2 separate regions of the Gossypium hirsutum genome follow, and region 2 is linked to region 1. Evidence: chromatin contacts called from public Hi-C data. All regions are on one chromosome and are shown on one strand. Each heading gives the region's core, a stretch centred on a gene start, on an enhancer-like site or on the middle of the called end of the contact. The rest is flanking DNA. Distances are from core to core; before and after follow the strand shown.

The links. A called contact is a pair of places that touch in the nucleus more often than the background predicts.
Region 2: a contact with region 1 is called in a Hi-C map of petal, with 2.8 times the contacts expected there. The contact joins the promoter of LOC107896771 here to the promoter of LOC107896784 in region 1. A contact is called at or near these places in 2 of 34 Hi-C or Micro-C datasets (leaf and petal).

Annotation. Positions count from the first base shown.
Region 1 is chrA10:81,777,686-81,783,406 of Gossypium_hirsutum_v2.1, forward strand. LOC107896784 (protein IQ-DOMAIN 14) reads left to right here and starts at 3,301. Exons shown (of 7, transcript XM_041078886.1): 1 at 3,301-3,557; 2 at 3,762-3,791; 3 at 4,918-5,094; 4 at 5,558-5,721. The coding sequence starts at 5,020.
Region 2 is chrA10:81,963,872-81,969,592 of Gossypium_hirsutum_v2.1, forward strand. It overlaps LOC107896771 (stromal 70 kDa heat shock-related protein, chloroplastic), which reads left to right and starts at 3,596. Exons shown (of 10, transcript XM_016822038.2): 1 at 3,596-4,052; 2 at 4,208-4,303; 3 at 4,399-5,721.

The DNA.
Region 1 (5,721 bases), core at 2,051-4,550:
TAATATTCTTCTATAATATGCATATGAAATTTTATGATTTTTTTGTTTATTTGTATGTAATATTAATAGTTATATATATATATAAATTTTATTTATTTGAATTATTATCTAATATATATAAGGTACAAGTTTGAAAAAAATTTTAAATTGGTAAGAATAATTTTTATTATTTATTATATTACTAAATTGGTATTTGAATAATATTTATTTTATTATTAAAATTTGAATAATGAAAAATATTTATTATATTTAGGCTTAAGGGTAAAAAATATCTTTAGTAAAAAAAAATCAATTAAACCCTTAAAAGAATGTACTCAATTGTGCCCTCAATTCAACTAGGCTTTGTTGATAATGAAAACCATTATTGACTGGTTTGATTATTAACAGATGCTCACGTGATTGGCAAAATCAATGAGAAGTTAACACATGGCATGCCACTTGGACAAGTATGCTGATGTGACATTTTTTAACCTATTTATTAATGTTACATTAATAAATTTAACAAAAAAATAATAGTATTAACAATATGATTTGATTTTTAAAATTTGAAAAAGTAAAGAGACTAAATTTTTGAAAATAAAAGTATAAGAACTAAACTTTAAATTTGTGAAGAATACAAGGATTTATGGTATATTTTAACCTAATTATTGATGATTGTTTCGTTATAAATTTGGACCTTTTCAGATTTTAGATTAGATCTATCTCGGGCTTTAGCTCGAATCGGTTTCAAGTTTGAGCTCAAGCTCGGGTTGACCTTAGGCTTAGGCTTTTTCAGGCTCAGATTCTTTAAGCTTGAGCTTTATTGGGCTCAAATTTTTATCGGACACAAATATTTTGGGGTTTGGATTTCTTGAGCTTGGATAATTATGGGTTAAATTTTCTCAAATTTAGATCTTTACGAGCTCGGATTGACACAAGCAAATTTTCTAGCTCGAGTCTATTTTGTCAACTCTATTTATCGTTACTATTAAACACTTCATTGTATTTTAAATCACATTAAATTTTAAATGATTTTGAATAGACCTATAAAATGCTTGGAATAAATTATATGAGTGTTTCAATTTGAATGTTGATGTTAAAAAAATAGAATTACCAGACAAAGAAGAGGACGATTCACTAAAAAAAAAGTACTCCAAAAAAAAACGAGAATGTAGAGTAAATAAAGAATAAAGGTAAGATTTTAAAGGATAATATAGTCCTAAAAGAAAAATAAATAAAGGGTTAAATCATTATTTGGGCCAAAATTTGGTAGTTATTCTTAATTGGAATTTCAACTTTTTTGTTTGTGTCAAAGTTAAGTCTTGAATTTGATAATTGTTCAAACATTAGGATATGAACTACGCAACTATTTTCATATTGGGGTTTGAATTGTTTTTTTGTCTAAGTTAGTTCTTAAACTTGTCAATTATTCTCATATTAGGATCTGAACTTGACAATTGTTTCCACATTAAAACCTGAACTTTAGAATTTTCAAAGAACTATTAAAGACTAACTTAGATAAAAAATAAAGTTTTAAATGCCAATGTGAGAACAAATATAAAGTTTAAGATCAAACTTGAAAAAAAAAGTTGAGGTCCAATGTAAAAAAAAAATCAAGTTCAAAACTTAACTTGAATAAATAAATTTTAAACCCCGTTACGAAAATTTAAAAAAATAATTTATCCCATAAATAAATAACGTATTCAACACGTTGTTATTAAAAAGAAAATTTGGAGTGGTAAATCAAACAAGTAACAAAATCCGTACAATCAAGTTGCTTAGACGGCACTCTAAAGTGTAAACAAAAAACCATATGCTGAACTTATAAATAAAGGATAGTAGTTATTTCATCTATATCACACTTACCAATCTTTGTGAGCTATGCACCACAATGCTTTCCTGCAACAACCACTTTCCCTTCTCTAATTTTATAAATCGAGGACAAATAATTGTATTTTCATTTTCTCTTATTATATGGATTTCAACCTCTGATATCAAAATACCACCAAAATTTACCCTCATATTATTTGCAAAAGAAGCTTCAATTTTAAAATGAATTACAACATCTTACTTTATATTTATTAAATATGAAGTGAAATTTCCATTTATATTATATATTAATTCCAACAATCTAAAAATTTAAATTCCAACCTGCTTACTATTAATGAATTATTTGAGAATTTTTTTTAAAAAAAAATTCATTTATATAAGTTTTACATACCCTTTCTACTACTTAACCCCAGAAGTTGTTTTGCAACTCAACACGCACGCGCTGACTTAGAGCCAGAAAAGAATGATGCATTATTTTTTTTTCTTTTACTGCAACAAACTTTGCAGAGATCAATCACATCCTTATGCTGATCCAATGGCTGAGATCACATGTCCCAAACACAAAATTTTTCATTTAAATTAACTCTAAAAATAAATTCTTTTTACTTTAATCCTTTAAAAATTATAAAAATATAAATTTTAAAATATTATAATTTAATTTCAAACTCTTTAAAACTTTTTCCTGATTCCAAACTTGGGTGTCTGTGGTCCCACATCCTCTTGTATGAGGATCACCCCCACATTATCAGTTTTATTCATTTTATTACAAGACAAAAGTTAATGCTCGAGTAGGTTTACTATTTGTAGCTCCACTGCAATAAATAGCAAGTGTTGAACACGCTCCTCCTCTAATGCACGTTCCCAATGCCATTGATAATATTATTAATATCACTTTACCTAAGACTAAGGTAACTTGAGATAGTTGTGGACTGCCAAGTTTCCTTTACAGTAGTGCTGGATCATTATTATTACCAAAATAAATTTGGTTTTTCATAAAATCTAGAAAACTAAATAATATCCAAAAATAAGATTCATTAATCAGAAGAAAACATTCTTTATTACTGTCTGTTTGAGCTTAAAAGAAAATCAAAGTAGTGATAAAATAGAAACCAGGTCAATAAATGAGGTAGGTATGAGTAAAAAAGGGACTTAAAAGAATATTGGTAAGATAAAATGGCATTTATCATTTGACCATTTTCTCCAAGGCTTGAGACTCGGTCAAGCGGAGGTATCCATGGTTGCGAATCTCAGACAGAAACTCAAAAAATATTCGTGTTTCTCCTTGAAGGTCAAACCTATCAGACCAGACAGATAGTTCACACTCGAAGCATGTCTGGTATGTGAAATACATTTTAATATAAAATTTATATTTACAACATTAATGGTTAAGAAAAAAAAAGAATTGAAAGAGTACCAAACCTAACCGTTTAAATCAGTGAGTGGGCATGGTTGCTGTCCAAATAGTCTTCCTATTCAAGTAAAGGTTGTTGAAGTTTGGCACATTGAGTGAAAAAGTGGGCAACCCTTTTTCTCTCAACCCTTCCCTTTCTTATACTCGTTTTCTGATATGAATGTGATCATCATCATCAACTGCAGCAACCCCTTTGATGATTTCTTTCTTTTAAAAACATGTACACATCCACCAAAAGTTAAAAAAAGGTGGCAAAAGAAAAAAAAATGAAAAAGTTGGACAATTTCATACCCACCCAAGGGAAACAAAAAAGGTTAAAGAATTTGTGTTTCGAAAGGTAAGAAACATTACAATAGTAAGTAGAAAGAAACAAAATAGAAACTCTCCCCCATGTGTTAGATAAAAAGGCTAGGACCAAGAAAAAGATTATTTGAAACAACAATGTTGTATGGGATAGATGGAGGAGGCTAGATATGGCTGTTTGCTGCTGTTCTTCTTTTTCTAGCTTCTCATAACTTAGCTTTTTGAAGGGTTCTTGCAGAATTTGGAAGTTTGAAGCTCTCTCTTAAAGGTACATTACACGTATGTTTTGTTTTATTTTATTTTTTTTTAGCATTTTTGTTTATATAAAATTTTGGGTTTTTGTCAATTATGTTCTTGGGGAAGGAGTAGAAAACTATAATTTTCAAAAAGTGAGCTTTTCTTTAAGGTAGTAAACTTTTAGTATTAAAATTTTCCTGTCTTTGGATCTTTTCTGTACGAGTGTCAGAAGTTTTGTTGGAGAATTAATAGTTGTCTTTTAAGCTTTAAAAAACACAGATCCCCCCCCCCTTCCATGGCAAGTATTATATGTTCTCAAAACCAGGAGTTTCTGAAAATAAAAAATCTCTAGCATTTTGAGTATTTATGGTGAACTTTCTTTGGGGGGTTTCTACTAGGAGCACTCAAGCTTCCCAGAAGGAAAAATTTCTGCGGAGAGGAAGTTTATGCTGATTGTCAAGGATTTCTGTACTATTATTTTAATTATATAAAAAGTGACAAAACTATCTTTCATGGTGATTAACAAAACAAATGGACTTTTATGCCTGCTTGTATATGTCTGCAAGGGTTTCTATACTTGGACTGAAATGTTTTGAGCTTAACTTGGAACCATAAGAAACAAACTTGTGGGTTAAACCCAATTTAGTTATATCTGTGAGAATCTGGAAGCTGTTTTTGGTTCAACTTACACCGAATGCTGAATCACCATACCAAAATTCCCCTGTTTCTTCTCGTGTCATCTGTTCTTTTCATTTTGCTTTTTGTTTGATTCATTCATGGTGGTGGAAGACCTTAGTTTCAGGCCTATAGCCTCCTTTGTGAGTAGTTTTAATTCTCTTTTAATGAGTAGTTTTGGGACCTTATCCTTATGAATAATCAATCTAATACTATTGTGTTTACAAAAGTTTCCATGTCGTAACATTTGTTCTTTATTTAAGAACTTTTGCATCATGAAAAGCCTGAAAAGTTTCCAAGTCATAACGCTTATCAAGCAGTTTAATCAGATTTCATGGTTGAAAACTTGAATTTTAGAATCTGCATGAAACAGTAAATGTTTTGATTAATGCATTGTTTTTCATCCTTATCTTTCATGATAGACACTATGCTGTATAGCACTGTAATTACATTAGATCTTATGCATCTCTTTACGACTCCAGATAGGACCGTCGTTTTGGCCCTTGCACGAGTGGATTTTTGCTGGCTTTTTTTGGTTATTCTGTTTCTTCACATGCTTAGACCAACAAAGTAATGCTGGCAGTATGGGAAAGAAAGGAAGTTGGTTTTCTGCAATTAAAAGGGTTTTCATACCACACTCCAAGGAAAAGCTAAGTAATGTAAGTTCATATTTTTAACTAGGTGCATATGGACTTCGCTACTTTGTCTATGGTTTTGATTAACTATATGAAAAGAACGTACTAATTGTAGATGTTTTTTATTGTTTAATTTCATTATCTATCTTATATTTTTGTTAGAGAAAAACTTACATTTTGTGTATAAGGTTCAAACATCCAGCAGATAGTTGTGATTGCTGATTAGGTAAACAAAAGAACCCGGCATTGGAAAGATGTCAAAATAGAAATGGGTAGAATTAGTTGCCTTTGGAGAGTGAAATTTCTGATTGAAGACATTTTTGTTGCATAGTCAGCTCTTGAAGTCAATGTGTTTGTTTCATAGATCAAATGTATCTCATGCATCGTAAGAAGCACTCTGGATTTAGTTCTTGTAAAGCATGAACTTTTTTCTGCCTAAATGTTATTGAGAAGACGCCTTCTGTTTTTCTATGGTTAAATCCCTCAGGAATCGGATAAACGAAGTGGTAAAGAAAAGAAGAAGAAAGGCCTAGGAAAATTAAGGCATGGAGAAACCAATTCCTTTATTCCCCTCTTTAGAGAGCCCAGCAGTATTGAGAAAATTCTTGGGGAGGCTGAAAGAGAGCATAAACTAGTATTCAGGCCTCCAAC
Region 2 (5,721 bases), core at 2,346-4,845, 190 kb after region 1:
CTTTCCGATGATCTGCAAAATAAAGAAAACAACAACATAAGAAACTAGTACTTAGGAAGCTCATATAATCTTAAACGTAAACTTATCTTTTGAACTCAAATTATATGAATTTGATGCATAATCTCATTATCATTCTCATGAATTTATGAAATCCTATACACATCACAAGTCCCACAAGTTAGTGAGCTCGTCAACAAAAATATATAATCTCATTATGTCATAAAACACCTAATAGTAGCATATCAAATATACCTTTCATTCCTCATTATACCAATTTGCATAAAGCATCCAAATCAAAGCCTAATATCAACATCTTCCATTTCAACTTTCATGATCACATATCAATTCATATAATTAAGCTTACTCTTTTAAGTCTTTATTACCCGTTGAACCACATGAAACAAATGACTTTATTATGGCTAGAGGTGTGCATGGGTCGGGCCGGGCTGGGTTCGGGCCGGACCCATAAAAAAATTTCAGCCCGTTTTCAAGGCCCGGGCCCTGCCCGGCCCGAAATATGGGCCTGGAAATTTGTCCAAGCCCGGCTTGAGAAAAAAATGATAGGCCCGAGCCCGGCCTGGCCCGGCCCGGTCATATTAATTTTTTTTACTTTTTTTATTAAATAAAAAACTTTAAAATATAATAAATCAAATACATTTAAAACATAAAAACAAATATTAAAACAAAAAATAAATAAAAATGGGACTAAAATAATTATTAAAATAATATATAAATTAAAAATATAATAAAAAGTAATTATATTAAAATTAAAAAATTGAAACAAATTAAAACTAAATTAAGAATTAAATTATATTAATAACAAAAATTTTACAATATCAAAATAACATCAAAACAACAAAAAAAAGTAAAGTAAAAGTACTAAAGTTATTTAAAATTAAAAATAAAAAAATTTTAAAAATAATTTAATATTAAAATCGGGCCGGGCTGGGCCCGGGCCAAAAAAATCTTACCCGAGGCCCGGCTCGTTTTCTAAACGGGCCTCGTTTTTTGTTCAAGCCCGTTTTTCGGGCCTATATTTTTACCCAAACCCTCCCATTTTTCAGGCGGGCCTTCGGGCCGGGCCGGGCTGCCCGGCCCATGCACACCTCTAATTATGGCATAAGACATTACAAGTAAACATATTTAAAATTCTATTCAGCCTTCTATTTGCATAATAAACTTCAAACCATTAATATAATACTCGTTTAATTTGTGTACCTTCTCATTGTTCAGAGGATCCCGTGGTATCTTCCAACCTCGGTCTTACACAATCCCCAAAAGATGTCATATTATCTTTCAACTATTGTTTTTCATTTTCGATTTAATGCTATAGTATCTTTCAACTATGGTCTTTTTTATTATTATTATAATGTCATTGTATCTTTCAACTATGGACTTTTTCTTTTCGAATATAATGTCATAGTATCTTTCAACTATGATCTTTTACTTTTCGTTTATATCATTTCATACTTGTATTCATGTAACTCACATTTTTCATCAATTCCATCAATTCCAATTCAGTATATGACACAATAAACATATACATTATACATAACATAATTATTTGTTAACAAATACGTAAATCAACTAGTGATATATTAAATTATTATATAAACTTACTTCGATTAAATGGTTGCAAAAACAAAGCCAATGACTAGTGCAAAACTTTAGCTTTTCATCAATTTAAATCCAATTGGTTCGTTTCTTAATCTATAATGATTAAATTCAATTTATCAAATTCAAATTCAAACACATATTCCAACTCATTTTTATGCATATGAACTTAAGTTTTTATTATTTACACATTTTCCTTAAACTTTTACATTTATCACAATTTAGTCCCCAAACCCAAAATTCTAGATTTATCAAAATTTCACAATTTCTCATGCTAGCCGAATTTCTTTCTATACTTATGCAGTCCACAATTATTCAAATATCACAAGAATTCCATGTAAATTTTAATATTTTATCAAATTAGTCATTAAACTAAAAACTAACTAAAATTACTTTACAAAATAATCCTAAACAACAATCAAGATTACAAATTCATTATTTAACATCAAGAATAACTTAGATTCATTAAAGGAAAAATCTAAAATCTTTAAAGTTTTGAAAACAAAAAATATAAGTTAACTAGACCTAATTGCAACAATCTAAAAAATATAAAAAAAATATAAGAAACGAGTTTAAACGAAACTCACCTGCAAGAAACTAATGATGGGCGAACCTTAAGCTTTAAAAAAAATTGTGTTATTCATCTTCAAATTCCTCAGCCAAGTCTCTTTACGAAGATGATGTTGTTTTATTTTTATTTTACTTAGACTTAATTACTAAATTTAGCCTTTTAGTAAAACATTCAATTAAACCAAAACACCAACCTACAACCGTCCATTAAGTTATAACATGGTATAATTGTCATAACAGTCCTCCCTCATTTAATAATTAAGTCATCTAATTATTATAATTCAATAGTGATTAAATTTTATATTTTTTACAATTTAATTCTTTTTAATTAATTAATTATCTAAACATTAAAATTTCTTAATTAAATTTTAATATAACCTTAATAACACTTCGTACATATCTAATAAAATATTGACGGGCTTGGTTTATAGAAATGAGGTCCGATATCTTATTTTCTAAAATCACTTGACTTTAGAGACATACCACTTGAACCTAATAATTCGTTCAATTAACAAAAATCATTAAATCAAATTTCAATGTAATTCTATACTTGACTCGTAACTATTAAATAATAATATCTACGGACTCACTCGTCAGATTTGTGGCCCTGAAACTACCGTTTCCAACACTTCTGAAAAACGAGTTTTTACCTGTCTTCTCTCTTTTCAATTTGTAGATCTATTTTGTGGTTATCTTTGTTTCTTCACAAGTTATGATGTACAGATGATGGTGCCTATCATTCGCTAAAACTCCACTAGCGACCAATAGTTTTTCTTGGAAAGTGGGTAGTTAACTTCTTAATCTGTTTTTGTTTTGAGACCATTTCAAAATAATAAATGATTTCATGTGTTGATTTAGACTCGTGTTATCTTAAGTTTTATATTTTTTTGTTTGTTTTTCTATTGTTTAAGAAGTCTTCAGTTTTAGAAGTTTTTGTCTGCTCTTGTAGCATGTTTTTTAGTCTTGTTTATGCATGCAATCTCAATTTTACAAGTGATTTTAGGGATAATTTTGTTGTTGTCCTCTTTAGTTTGGTGAATGCTCGATTCTTTTGTCGATTTTTACTTTCCGCTTTAGACCATTCGGGACTAATTTCCTTATCGTATTAAGTGCTTGCAATCACTCTAAATATGTCGTGCTTGAGTTGTGACAAAGTTAATTGTCAACATGTCATAATATTCTATTGATGCGCTGAGGTTAAAACCTTTGTTGTGTTGATAGAGCTTATCCTTCATTATCTACTACGAGTATTTACTATTTTTTAAAAAAATTATATGATTCCATTTATTGAATAAATCAATAAATTTACCTTAAAAAAACAATACCAAACTATCCCGTAATCAACCGCAATTATTTTGGAATCAGACAAGCTTAATAGAGGCAAACGTCACTTAAATTTCAGCTTTAACTTGGCAAAACTCTCAACTCCACTCAAACAATATCTTTCAGCTTATTATTGGACAATTAACTAAAAATTTCTTTTCATTTCATTACATTTTTGGATCAACCAATAAAAAATTTCGAAACTCACTGGCGATCACAAAGCACAAGATTCCTGCCATCCAAGCATATAAAGCAACATCTTCTTCGTCCTTCTTCCTCCGAGGTACCGACACCGGCACCGGCGCTAACGAAGACATGATTCTCGCTGGATTCTTCGACGGTCTTTCCCGCCTCCGTTTCATGTAAACGACTTTGTCACCTCCCCCATATCACCACCATCTCCACAAACCAAAACATCAACGAGATTCAAATCCTCCGTTGGCGGAAACTTCCGGCAACAAATTAAAGGTCCAGCAAAAAACAGCCTAGGCCTACGAAATCGAGATTTGCGGCGCTTTCTTCATTACCACTAGATTAATCCAAAGGTAACGCCTTCGGTACTGTCAAAATGTCTAGATCTCTACACTCTGTTTGCTCACCGGTTAAATGCCTTTATATTTTTTGGTTGAATTTTTTCTGTCAAAAACTTCTGTCATTTTCGTTGTCACATGCAATCTTATTGGTTTTTTCTTTTTTGAAGGTATTATGGCAAAGGTTAACGAAGCAGCGGGGATGGAAATTGATGATCCAAATTCAAACATTTCTGACCAGATCAGCCTCAAGTTCTCAATCAGTGGTCAGTTCTTTGATGTTTCTTTATCGAATTTTTAACTTCCACAAATGCATCAGCTGTAGTAATTTGTTGGCAAGATTCATGCAAATTAATTGCAGTTGGTTTCCGTTTGGCTAAGTTGGCTAATTGGAGGATGACCTGGACGCCGGCCACCGATGATGATGACGGTCGGTTGTTTACTGATGGTGGGTGTTAGATTAAAAAGTTTGTAATTCTTAAAGTGACTAAAAAAAGAATATTCCATTTTGTAAATTTTACAACAAAATATAAAATTGCTGACGTGGCTGAGTGATTATTTTAAAAAATATTTTAATGATTAAATTGATAAAAAAAATTAAAGTGGCAAAAGTTAAAAAAAAACATTATTTTAATTAGGTGAATTTCAATAATTTGCTTAAAAAATGCTGAAAAAACAATTAAAAGTAATAACGTAAAAATGCTAAAAAAATAAATTGAGATAGATTGTATACAATAGTTGTGATAATTTTTTATTTTAACAAATTTATATATCCAATTATTTTAAATTTAAATTAAATAATACAATGTTAAGATAAATAATGTATACCTTTATCATAGCTTTTAAATTTAATCAAATTATTTTAAAAAAAAAATTAAATATCTCAAACAGATTAAATTTAAAATAATCTCAAACAGATAAATTAATAGTAAATAAAGATAATTACATTAATATTAAATAAAATAAAAATTCCCCAACCCCGTCAGTCTCCCTCCCCCTACTTCCCCCCACCACCGTCCCTCTCTCGTGCTGCTGCAAATTGAGATATAACAAAATTGCAGCAGCAGTCTAAAACTAGAATGCATGATTTCAATCTTAGCTCTTGATTCAATTCTGACTTTGACTTTTGAACTGCTGAAAGTGAAGAGTTGTGAAGAATATGAAAGTGTATTTATTTTATTTAATTTTAATATTAATGAAATTGTATTTATTTACTGTTAATATAAATATTAATATAAAATTAAAATTCATATTATAATTGTATTAATTTTTAAAAAAAATGGAATCTGTAATTTTAAACTAAAATTAAAATTTTTAATAAATTTGTAAGATATAATTTTACTTTTTAGCTTTTTAAAATTGTTTGATTTATCGGTTTAAATTACTTTTTAAATTGGTTGATGAGTTCCAGCTTAATCAAATCACATAGATAGACAGATATAGTTTTATTCAAAAAATTAAATTAAGTATTTTTCATTAAAAATAATTAAAAGGTAAAACATTGGGAACTTTTTTCTTGGGCTTTTGGGGCTTTGTTCAGCCCAAAGTTCCTAACACCTGACTGGATCTTTCTTGGCATCCAAACAGTGACAAATTATCAAATCGAATGGTCCTCAAAACCCAACTCTTGAGATCATTCTGGAATCTCTTCTCTAACCTTCTCCGCCTCTCTTATCTTCTTAGT